3 separate regions of the Mus musculus genome follow, and regions 2 and 3 are each linked to region 1. The links are chromatin contacts, called in public Hi-C and HiChIP or PLAC-seq maps. All regions are on one chromosome and are shown on one strand. The core of a region is the stretch at or near the end of the contact, and the rest is flanking DNA. Distances in the headings are between cores, read along the strand shown. Region 1 overlaps Gm36653 (a long non-coding RNA gene). Region 2 has its middle 350 kb from the start of Gm27393. Region 3 has its middle 170 kb from the start of Adcy1.

Region 1 (3,158 bases), core at 460-2,959:
CTGCTCTCATGTGCATATATACCTGAACCACCACATACACATAATTAAAAATAGAGTAAATATTTAAAACAACAAGAAAAAAAGAGTCCTTAAAGGAATGGGACCTCTTTCAAAGATCAGGAAAATGCTATAATTATTCTCCTGGAGGCTGAATTTCTTTTATGCTTATAAGGAATTCTATCTCTTTAATAATGTTTTCTTTTGATCATTTCTTTGATGCAAGAATCAGTTTTCATTAAATAAAATAATGGTATTTTCAGTTTGCACAGTCATTTTGTTGGAGGGATTTTTTTTTTTTTTTTTTTTAGGACTAAAGAACAAGAAGTGAAAAAGAAGTCCAGTCAAGCAGCTCGCACCTGTAGCTCCACACTTGGGAGGCAGAGGCCGAAGGATTGCTGCGAGTGTGAGATTAACCTTCCACGGTGAGTTCCAAGCCAGCAAGAGCTACATAGAATGACCTTATCTTCAAAACCAAAAAGCAACAATGACAGGAGAGACAGACAGAGACAGAGACACAGAGAGGCATACTTCACTTCATGGCTTACATAAATAGCAAATAAGAATTTGGGGATTTTTACCTTCCTAGAATTAAAGTGATTTCACAGCTTCAAATAAACAAAACTGAAGATTCCTTCAACCAAAATGGTAAAAGAGTCAGGAGTTGTAAAGGCAGAGAACTATACATCTCAGTTTGCTGATAGTCACAGTTAATGCCAATCTCAACAGGACTATTTGTTTCATGACATTTACTTTGGTAACGATAGACACTGATACACTCTCAGAGAGACAATTGTCTATGTTTTCTCTCATCTGAGGTTCTGGGTAAATAAAATCATGTTTGTAACTATGTATGAAATAAAAATAGAAATAAAACTGCCTAAGGGAACAAAGTAGACTAAAGAGAGGGGAGAGAAGGTGAGGGCAGTGGGATACAGGGTGAAGACATACATATCCAGAATTTCTTAAAAATAAACTACACACACACACACACACACACACACACACACACGAATGAGGAACACAGGTACTAACTGAGTAGCAATGTGTAAAATTCAGGGATGTCAGCCAGACCTCTTCATGTAATGGCATGTGCTTTGTTTCAGCATTGAATCAGAACCCGATGCCTTTCTACAAACACCAGCAGAAACTACGCGAGCATCCTTTTCGTGTAAAGCAGAGCAGGTTCCTTTTCATTAGCTCTTAACTCATCAGGAGTCTGCGGACAGTCCTGTTCTCTCTTGGGACTCGTTGGGAACACTGTATTCACAAGGGGGCCCCTTTAAAGGGAGCCTTTCACACTGGAGAGCAGAAAGCAGGGGCAGCGCCAGGCTTCTAAGTTTTCTGCACTGGGTTGTGTGCACCTTGGGTTGTGCAAAAGGCAGAGCCCTCTGCCTTGGATAACCCACACAATGTAGATAGAGCTATCCTGATGCTAATGACTGCAGTAAACTCAGTTCTCGGCACTTACATTTCTATCTCGGTTTCTCCCCGGGAGTAGACGCCTGATTAACTGGGTGGCTCCCGCTGAATGCTGAGTGATTAGCATATCCCCAGGAGCTTTTGCACAGAACAGGGTTGGATGTGGGCCTCCTGATTGACCTCTTGTAGCACAGTGACTCAGCAGTCACAAGGCACCTCTCCTACTGCATTCCACAAAGTGCAAGGAGGATTCAAGAATTACTGGGCGACTCAGGGGTATTTTCCAGTCTGCACAGCATCACTGTTGAAACTTGTGGGTTCCATCTTGGCCTGGATTAGCTATGACACAGAGCTATGACTTACTGCCCAGAGTGATGTGTGTGTTACCCACAGCTTCAGGTAGGAGTCAGCCTGACTCAGGCCTTGGCAGGTGCCAGGATCTCTCTGCTCCTGTCTATGCAGCAACTGGCAATTTAGCAGCAGTGCCAGAAGAGATACGCTATCTGAGAACATTAGGGGACCTGTCACTTCTCACAGCTCAGGGTTGCTGGAGGATGGAGTTGTTGACCCTGATCAAAAACACCTGCCGCTCCTTCAGTTCAGTTCCTCTGAGGTGAAGGTGAGTCACAGAGAAGTTTCAGGTTTCAGCTGGTGAGGGATCACGCAGGCATCAGGCGTCATCTCCCAGAGCTGAAAGAGACCTGGGGCACCAGAATGCAAATCTTTCCAGATGTCAGCATCCCTCTGTGGCATCTTGCCAGGCCGTGCCTCCATGCTTACTTTAAACATAGGTGCAGAGCCTGATAAAACTGTAGCTGATGGTGATTTACCACCAATTCAACTCTAGGGTACCTCATAGATGTAGAGTCTAGAATTGGTGATGCAACCATGGGTTCCCACCTGGTGCCTGTGACTTATCTGAGAAGTCCACTACATGGTTCATGTTTATCCACCTTATGGCCAGAGTGGCCAGAGGGAGCAAATGTCCTAGTTTTTGTTGTACCCTCTACTTAGGTGTGGTTGATGTGTAAGAGCTACACACTGCCTTCCCAGTGTCCTAAATACCCTCTCAGAGAAAGAAAACATGATTCCTTCTGGGTGGAAAGGAAGGTATATGTTTTTCGAGTCACACATGCCCCTTTGCCTGAGTTTCTTCAATTGTGGACCAGTTTTGACATCCGGGCTTGTCCTTGGTCAATTCTCTAAGAGGAGACCTATGGGATAAGAGATTTCACAAGACCTTGTTCTCAGAGGAAATCAGTAAAGAACTTAAAGAGGGTAGCAAGATGGGTCAAGCAAAATTCAGTCAAAGATGCAGACCAATGATCCAGGGGAAACTGGGACGGAACACAGTCAGCACGGGTTGGCTCTCAGTGCAAGAAACTGGGCTCCTGTGTCTTCATGGAGTCAGGCTTGTCCTTGGTCAGTTGTCTAAGAGCAGACCAATGGGATAAGAGATTTCACAAGGATTTGTTCTGAGAGGAAATTAGTAAAGGAAGACCAGGAAATTCAAAGACCTGAATCCCTGGTCCTCTGCCTCAGATAGGAAAGGGTTCCAGCAGTAGATGGACCTGACAGTTTCCCAAGCCATTAGCATTTACCTCAGACTCTCTGTGTCCAGTGGCATTTTGCATGGTTATCCTTGTTAAAATCACAATTCAATCTTTGTTAAAACCACTTTGTCCCCAGAGTTTCCATAACACCTACAGGATAGAGCTCTTGCCTAGGTGAACACACAG
Region 2 (3,158 bases), core at 181-2,680, 820 kb after region 1:
GAGAGGGAGGGAGGGAGGGAGGGAGGGAGAGAGAGAGAGAGAGAGAGAGAGAGAGAGAGAGAATGAATGTGTCTCTGTGCCCCAGAAACTATTGACTTCTTGTGCAGGTAGCCACAGCTGCTATAAGAGCATGACTGCAATGTCCATGTCATATACAGAGAAGATAGCATCTTGCAGAGCTCCTCACCATCTTGTGGCCCTTCTGCTCTTTCCATCTTCTCTTCTATGATGTCCACAAATCCCTGCTGGTGATTCAGACCTGAACACTGAGTCTTTTGTTCTCAGCACTTTGGCCATTTATGAATTTTTCCATTGACTACTGTCCACTACAAAAAAAATAAAATAAAAATAAAAATAAAGAGCTTATCTAACCAAGGTTGAGAGCAGCCCAAGTCTATAGATATAATGATCAATATTTGGAAGGCAATTTGACAGTTTGACATTGAGCAAAATAACAATTGAGCAATATCAGGCTAACTTGGGGCTTATGAACTCCCAGCCGTGGGTTGATGACCAGGATTAAAGTACCACACATGAAATCCCCACCCCTTAAATCCAACCTGAAAGTGGTTATTAACCCTTTAACATCCATGCCATTATTGCACTGTCAAGCACATCTTATCTGTCAGATCATTATTACCCAACACAAGGTCCAGTACTCAGTGCAACCATTGATGTCCTTGTTCCTGTAATGTCTTTCATAACAACTTCCTGTGTGTGAAAGCCAGCCAGTAAAGGGATGTTTCCCAGTCCTTCTGATGAATGCAATGGTCTCAGGTGGATGTTTTCACTTGCCTGTGTGTTTTGATACCACTGACTATAATCCATATTCTATTCAGGAAGAACTGTCAAAAGCTCAATGTGTAAGATTTGGGAGAGATGGGTAATTCTATTCCTATGATCTTGGGTCCTGAAATTCCATCTCTTCATTAAAACATGTGTGTGTGTGTGTGTGTGTGTGTGTGTGTGTGTGTGTGTGTATGTGTGTGTGTGTTAAATGAAAACTTCAGGCTGCTCTCAAATTTACTGACATACAGAGAGAGAAAGCCTCTCACTGAATACAAGCTTGGGTCCTGAGAAGGATAGTAAATAGGCAACCCATTTGAAGAAGTAGGAAGTATGGAAGCTATAAAAATGAAGAGCAGAGGAGGTAACAGGCCATGGTTTCCCAGGGCCATCAGGCTGTCATCTGTCTTAAAATGACCAATGCCTCTCCCTTAAGGAGCAGCTATAATTCTTCCACATTGCAGTCTCCTTCCTGAAGAACCAGGGCAACACCAAGTTGAAATTCAAGTTAAGTTGTAACTAGCATCTGGAATCTTGCACTACAATGAAAAACAAACAAAGAAACAAACAACAACCACCACATGACCAGTTATGAGGAAACAGGATTGGAGAAAGTATATGGGAGTGTGGGTAAATGAGCTGACTCACTTAGCAAATGAGTTGACTCACTTAGCAAAGATGGGGTCTCCTCTGGGTGCTTTCATCCAACTATTTCACAAAACAAATCCAGTGCATTTTATAGCTTCAAAAGGTTTAGTGTTACCAGGCACATATCTTTAGTCGCAGAACTCTACAAGCAAAGGCAGGCCTATCTCTGAGTTCAAGAACAGCCTGCTTAACACAAAGAGATCTATATTGGAAAATAATAATAATAATAACAACACCAACAAAAATAACCAAACAAAGAAAGACTTAGTGTTGAATGTTTAGTACAAACAAGAAACTGAATTCTCTGGCTCTACAGTGCAGCCTGTCTCTTCTCTTTAAAAAGGACGTCAGATCTGAGAGGATTGATCTGACTACACACTGAAAATGCAAACACAGCTATAGTCTAGTGTTTATGTCCCAAACTGAAACTTGACCTCTCTGCAAATGCTGAGAGGTGTGGCCTGATGAGAGGTGCTCAGACAAAAACTTGTGAATAGACTATTGCTGTGTAAAGAAAGTTCCACAAGTTTAGCTCTAATTCCAGGTAAGGAAGAATTCTTCCACTCAGCCTGATGACACAATCAGACACAAACAGGGACATCGACTGTAAAAGAAACTTTTATTTGCCAAGTGTAATTGTCATCTGGGAGGTTTACTGTTGAATAAGCACACCCTTCCTAGGTCTTTCTGAACTCTGGCTGACTGAGTCAACTTTGTTCTAGCTCAAAACTCCTTTCCAAGCTCACTGATTCAACCCAGCTTCTCTTGTCTTCTGACTGAATTGTTCTGCTTGCCCTAATACTAGCTTTGACAATCTGTTCTAATCTTCTGACTCCTCCTCATTGTCTGGCTTACTCTGTCTTCACCTGTGTCTAGCTTTTTCTCTCTGCAACCAGTCCCAGTAAATCACGCGCGCGCGCGCGCGCACACACACACACACACACACACACACACACACAAAACTTTCTCTCCCTGAGCTGCTCTTAAGTAGTCCCTCTTTCCTGTCTGTTCCTGTGAGAGTTGGGCATATCTTATCTCTGACACATTCTGATAAATCTTTCTCTGATTCATCTCTTTATTTGGCCCTCAAATAAACATCACTTTCAAACATGGCTGCTTCCTTCTACGAACTAACTTTACCTTCATTGTTTGAAATTGAGTTGTGTGTGCTATGGGTGTGTCTGTATTCTAGCCAGATCATGCTGTATCCTCCAGGGTTAGGATGTCTGCACTCTGTCCAGAGAATCATATCTTTGGATGTGATACCTTTGCAGAGCAGCCATGTTACTAGATTAAAATTCCTTTACACTCAACAGACACCGGGCATACTTCCACCTTGTTCTTGGATGTCTAGCCCTCAAAACTGTAAGTGTTTTCTTTTCTAAATAAGTGATTCAGGCTGAGGTGTTCTGTTATAACCTCAAAAAACTGACTATATCACCTTATGGTCCTAATTCTAATAGAAAATATCTTCTATTTTGCACTAAGGCTGGGCTCAGTAACTCTAATCTCATTACTCAGGAGATTGAGGCAGGACAACTAGTTCAAGAACTACTTTTGTTTTACAGTGAGTTCAAGGCCATCCTGGACAGCTTAGTAAAACTTCTCAAAACTGAAAGAGAAAAGAGGATTAGGCTGTAGTTCAGAAGTTGGGTGCTTTTCTATAAAGACCTTGGTTCCATGGTTTCAGTCTCTAACACCATAAAAAAAAGAAGAAGAAGAAA
Region 3 (3,158 bases), core at 275-2,774, 530 kb before region 1:
AAACAATGGATGGGTGAATTCACATGGTGTGCTGAGAGAAGGCTTTCCCAAGGGCACTGCCAAGGATTCTTGAGGACGTGAGGTGGAACATTTGACATCCAGCTACTTCTCAGTTCCCAAGAATAGGCCCCTCCCACCATGAGGCCCTGACTGTGGCCAGTGCCTTCCAGCTCCATCTCCTACTTGTAGCTGTAAGGTGGTACCCTGCATCTCTTCTCTGCCCACCACTGGGACCTGCCTCTCCTCTTTGCAAGTGATGCCCTCTCATGGCTGAGCTGACACATTTCTTAGAGTCCATTTGGGATCTCAGCACTCTGGAGTTTTGGATAAGGCTCCTGCACTGGGCTCTCTCAGACTACATGAAAAATCAAGATGGAGTCACCCATGCTGAAGTTCCTCAGCTTCGGAGGACGGCTGAGATGTTGTCTGATTCTTTAAGAAGCTAGGGGAACCGAGCTAAGGAATTTCCATAGTAGGCCAGTTTCACCTGCATAGGTCCCCTGGGCCTCAGTCCTTACAGAGATGGAACCTGGCCACCCCGTGTTACCAACCAGATTCCTGCTGCTCTGTTTCTCTCTGTCCCACTTTACAAAGAGTCTAACTTTGAATCAACCAACCCACTTTCATCTCTCATTCCTGCATATCCCGCTTTCTGCTCAGCCCGTCTCTCCCTGTAAGACCAGGTTTTCGGTTTAGTTCCTTGGGAGACTAATTTTGGCTCACAGGGAGATTCCAGTAGAAGAGGTAAGGCGAGTTAAGAGCGTTCAGTCCTTAGCATGTGTGTGCCTGGTGATTCCAACTTGGTCAGGGATAAGAATGCAACTTCTCACACATGAAAGAAAGCACACGCCTGTGCACAAGCACTCATCTGTATTCCTGTTTTCAGATGTACACACTCACATTTGCACAGCAGTATACACAAACACACTTGACCATCACACACCTGGGTCCTCCTCTCTGGATCCCTGAAGGGTCCTGTCTGTGAGCCTGTGGGGTTACGGGAGGCTCTACTTGGGTCACGTTCAGTACCTACTTCAGACTCCCTCAGGAGGAAAAGGCAGGCCTGGCCCACCCTAACCTTGAACCTGGAGCAGAAAGATGAATGTGTGCCCCTAAAGCCCCACTCTTTGAGCCTGGAAACCTCTTCCTGCTGACATGAGGTGTTAGATGTGCTGGCCTGTCTCCCTCACAGTCTGGACTGTCTCCAGCTTGGGCAGAAGACAGACTTTCCTGATCCTCATCCCATATGGCTCAGACAACAGAATCTTACCTAGTTCCCTTGTGCCACTCCTCGAGAAAGGGGCTGGAGTCCTCCCTCCTTCAGAGTCCTCCTTTGGATAGTCTCACTAGAGAAGCTGGGGGTGGGGAGGATAAGGAGGTGGACAAATCACAAGCCCTCCTGGGGGTGGGGTTGCAGAGGTAACTCAGAGCCATCTGTTTGCTGAGGCATGCTGGTATTTCATTTGGTCTTTACGGGAGCCCTGCAACACCCACTTAATTAAATGAATTTGAAAGACAATCACATTGGGATGTGTGTGGTCTGCCCTTTGCCCTCAGATCACTTCACTGTGTCTGTCCCCTTCAGACAAAGAGACTCTATCCCTCCCAGGTGCTGAATCAGAAAAACCTGCATGTGACCTTGCCACCAGCACAGGTCCCATATTAAATCTTTTGAGTTAATCATCAAGCAGAGACACCACTGGCCGTGCCGTGACTACTCTGAGTTTGACCCCTTCAATACCATGTGATTCTGCTGAAACCAACCTTACACCCACAGGAAAACTATGCAGACTTTTACTTTGGTGGAATTATCGGTCCACGGGATACATTCTCAGTCTTTCTTAGCAGAGAGTGGGACTTCCACAGCACACAAGGCTATGCCCAGGGCTGTGCGGCAGTCACTTTCCTTATGAGGGGATGGGCATTAAACACAGTGAAAGCTTTCACATCAGTCTGTCTCACTAAATAATTGAAGAACATGGTTCCATAAAAGGAGAAAGTCATCCCCTTCCCCTTCAGAAAACAGGTTCAGCGGCATTCCAAGCAGATGACCCCAGTTTGGTTTCTCTCCACCAGCAACCCAACCCCAGCAGCTTGCAGGGCTCCACGGGATCTTGGCTCAGCATCAGCTCTCATGAATTCATCTGCTCCTGGCACGAAGACGAGTCCTGGAAATCTTGACGCCGACTGGGGAGACAATGTGAAAGTTGTCTGAGAAAGGCCAAACCTACCTCCAGAATGTGTATCTGGGGTTTGGAGGCCAAGCAGATAACTTTCTGTGTTCTAACGCTTGTGTCCCTGTGTGTGGAAGACGTCTCTGCTCAGTGAGAGAGAGCACAGCCTTTAGGCCCGGAGGGTCAGAAAGCAGACACAGCTGAAGATGTAGGCACAGTGAGCAAGGGTGCAAAGATGGAGGGAAACCAGGCTTCAGATAGGACTAAAATACAGAATTAGCCCTGTAGTTAGGGACACTTGGGCTTCAGTGACTTTCTTGTAGATATCTGGGAAATCACAAGGAAGACTCTAAGATTAAACACACACACATACACACACACACACACACACACACACACACACACACACACATACACACACACACACAGGCTCTGGAGAGATGGCTCAGTGGTTAAGACCATTTACTCTTCTCCAGCACTGTCACAGCTGCCTATGACGTCAGCTCCAGGGCATCATATGCCTCTGACCTTTGCAGGCACACATGTGCATGCGCACATACCCTCCTGCTTACATGTAATTAAAAATAAAGTAAGTCTTAAAAATTTATACAAAATATTCTAATTTTTTTCTCCAAATCTAGGGTTTGATCCTGTGGAGACAAAAGTCAAAACAGTTATCAAGATATTATGTAACTTAATAAAAATTAAATCACAGAGTTAAAAAAAGAACAAGAGTTTGGCTATCCTCTGAACAGGGTGGCATTTATAGTTTTAAATAAACATAGGAGATAATATGATCGACTGAAGGTCTGTAGATCTCAGGAGTGATGGATCCTTTCCATGGTCCTGTTTGCAGTGAAGAACATCCATGGTCGCTCAAAGCACAGATGTGGACCTGGTGCACCTGAGGAGCCTTCACATCTGGGAAGACTTTTAGGAAGTAAAAAAACTTCTATGTCATTAGGTTAAAATCATACTCCATGC

The links. A called contact is a pair of places that touch in the nucleus more often than the background predicts. HiChIP or PLAC-seq counts read pairs in DNA pulled down with a chosen protein or histone mark.
Region 2: a contact with region 1 is called in a FOXA1 HiChIP or PLAC-seq map of pancreatic cancer cells. The contact joins two enhancer-like sites. A contact is called at or near these places in 2 of 484 Hi-C or Micro-C datasets (embryonic fibroblasts and palatal mesenchyme) and 3 of 115 datasets of contacts at active chromatin or transcription factors (embryonic stem cells, fibro-adipogenic progenitors and pancreatic cancer cells).
Region 3: a contact with region 1 is called in a Hi-C map of embryonic stem cells, with 2.6 times the contacts expected there. The contact joins two enhancer-like sites. A contact is called at or near these places in 1 of 484 Hi-C or Micro-C datasets (embryonic stem cells) and 2 of 115 datasets of contacts at active chromatin or transcription factors (both in embryonic stem cells).

What each region holds. Positions count from the first base shown.
Region 1 is chr11:7,422,177-7,425,334 of GRCm38.p6, forward strand. It overlaps Gm36653 (a long non-coding RNA gene), which reads left to right. Exons shown (of 4, transcript XR_381034.2): 3 at 309-422; 4 at 1,104-1,156. Among named protein-coding and RNA genes, the nearest start is that of Gm36720, 5.1 kb to the right of the region's middle. Within about 2 kb of position 1,710, at least 105 of the 459 cell types and tissues checked have an H3K27ac peak or open chromatin away from gene starts, as enhancers often do. A contact at or near this core is called in embryonic stem cells and pancreatic cancer cells, where this site is marked.
Region 2 is chr11:8,238,096-8,241,253 of GRCm38.p6, forward strand. No RefSeq gene overlaps it. Among named protein-coding and RNA genes, the nearest start is that of Gm27393, 350 kb to the left of the region's middle. Within about 2 kb of position 1,431, at least 1 of the 459 cell types and tissues checked has an H3K27ac peak or open chromatin away from gene starts, as enhancers often do. A contact at or near this core is called in pancreatic cancer cells, where this site is marked.
Region 3 is chr11:6,893,762-6,896,919 of GRCm38.p6, forward strand. No RefSeq gene overlaps it. Among named protein-coding and RNA genes, the nearest start is that of Adcy1, 170 kb to the right of the region's middle. Within about 2 kb of position 1,525, at least 37 of the 459 cell types and tissues checked have an H3K27ac peak or open chromatin away from gene starts, as enhancers often do. A contact at or near this core is called in embryonic stem cells, where this site is marked.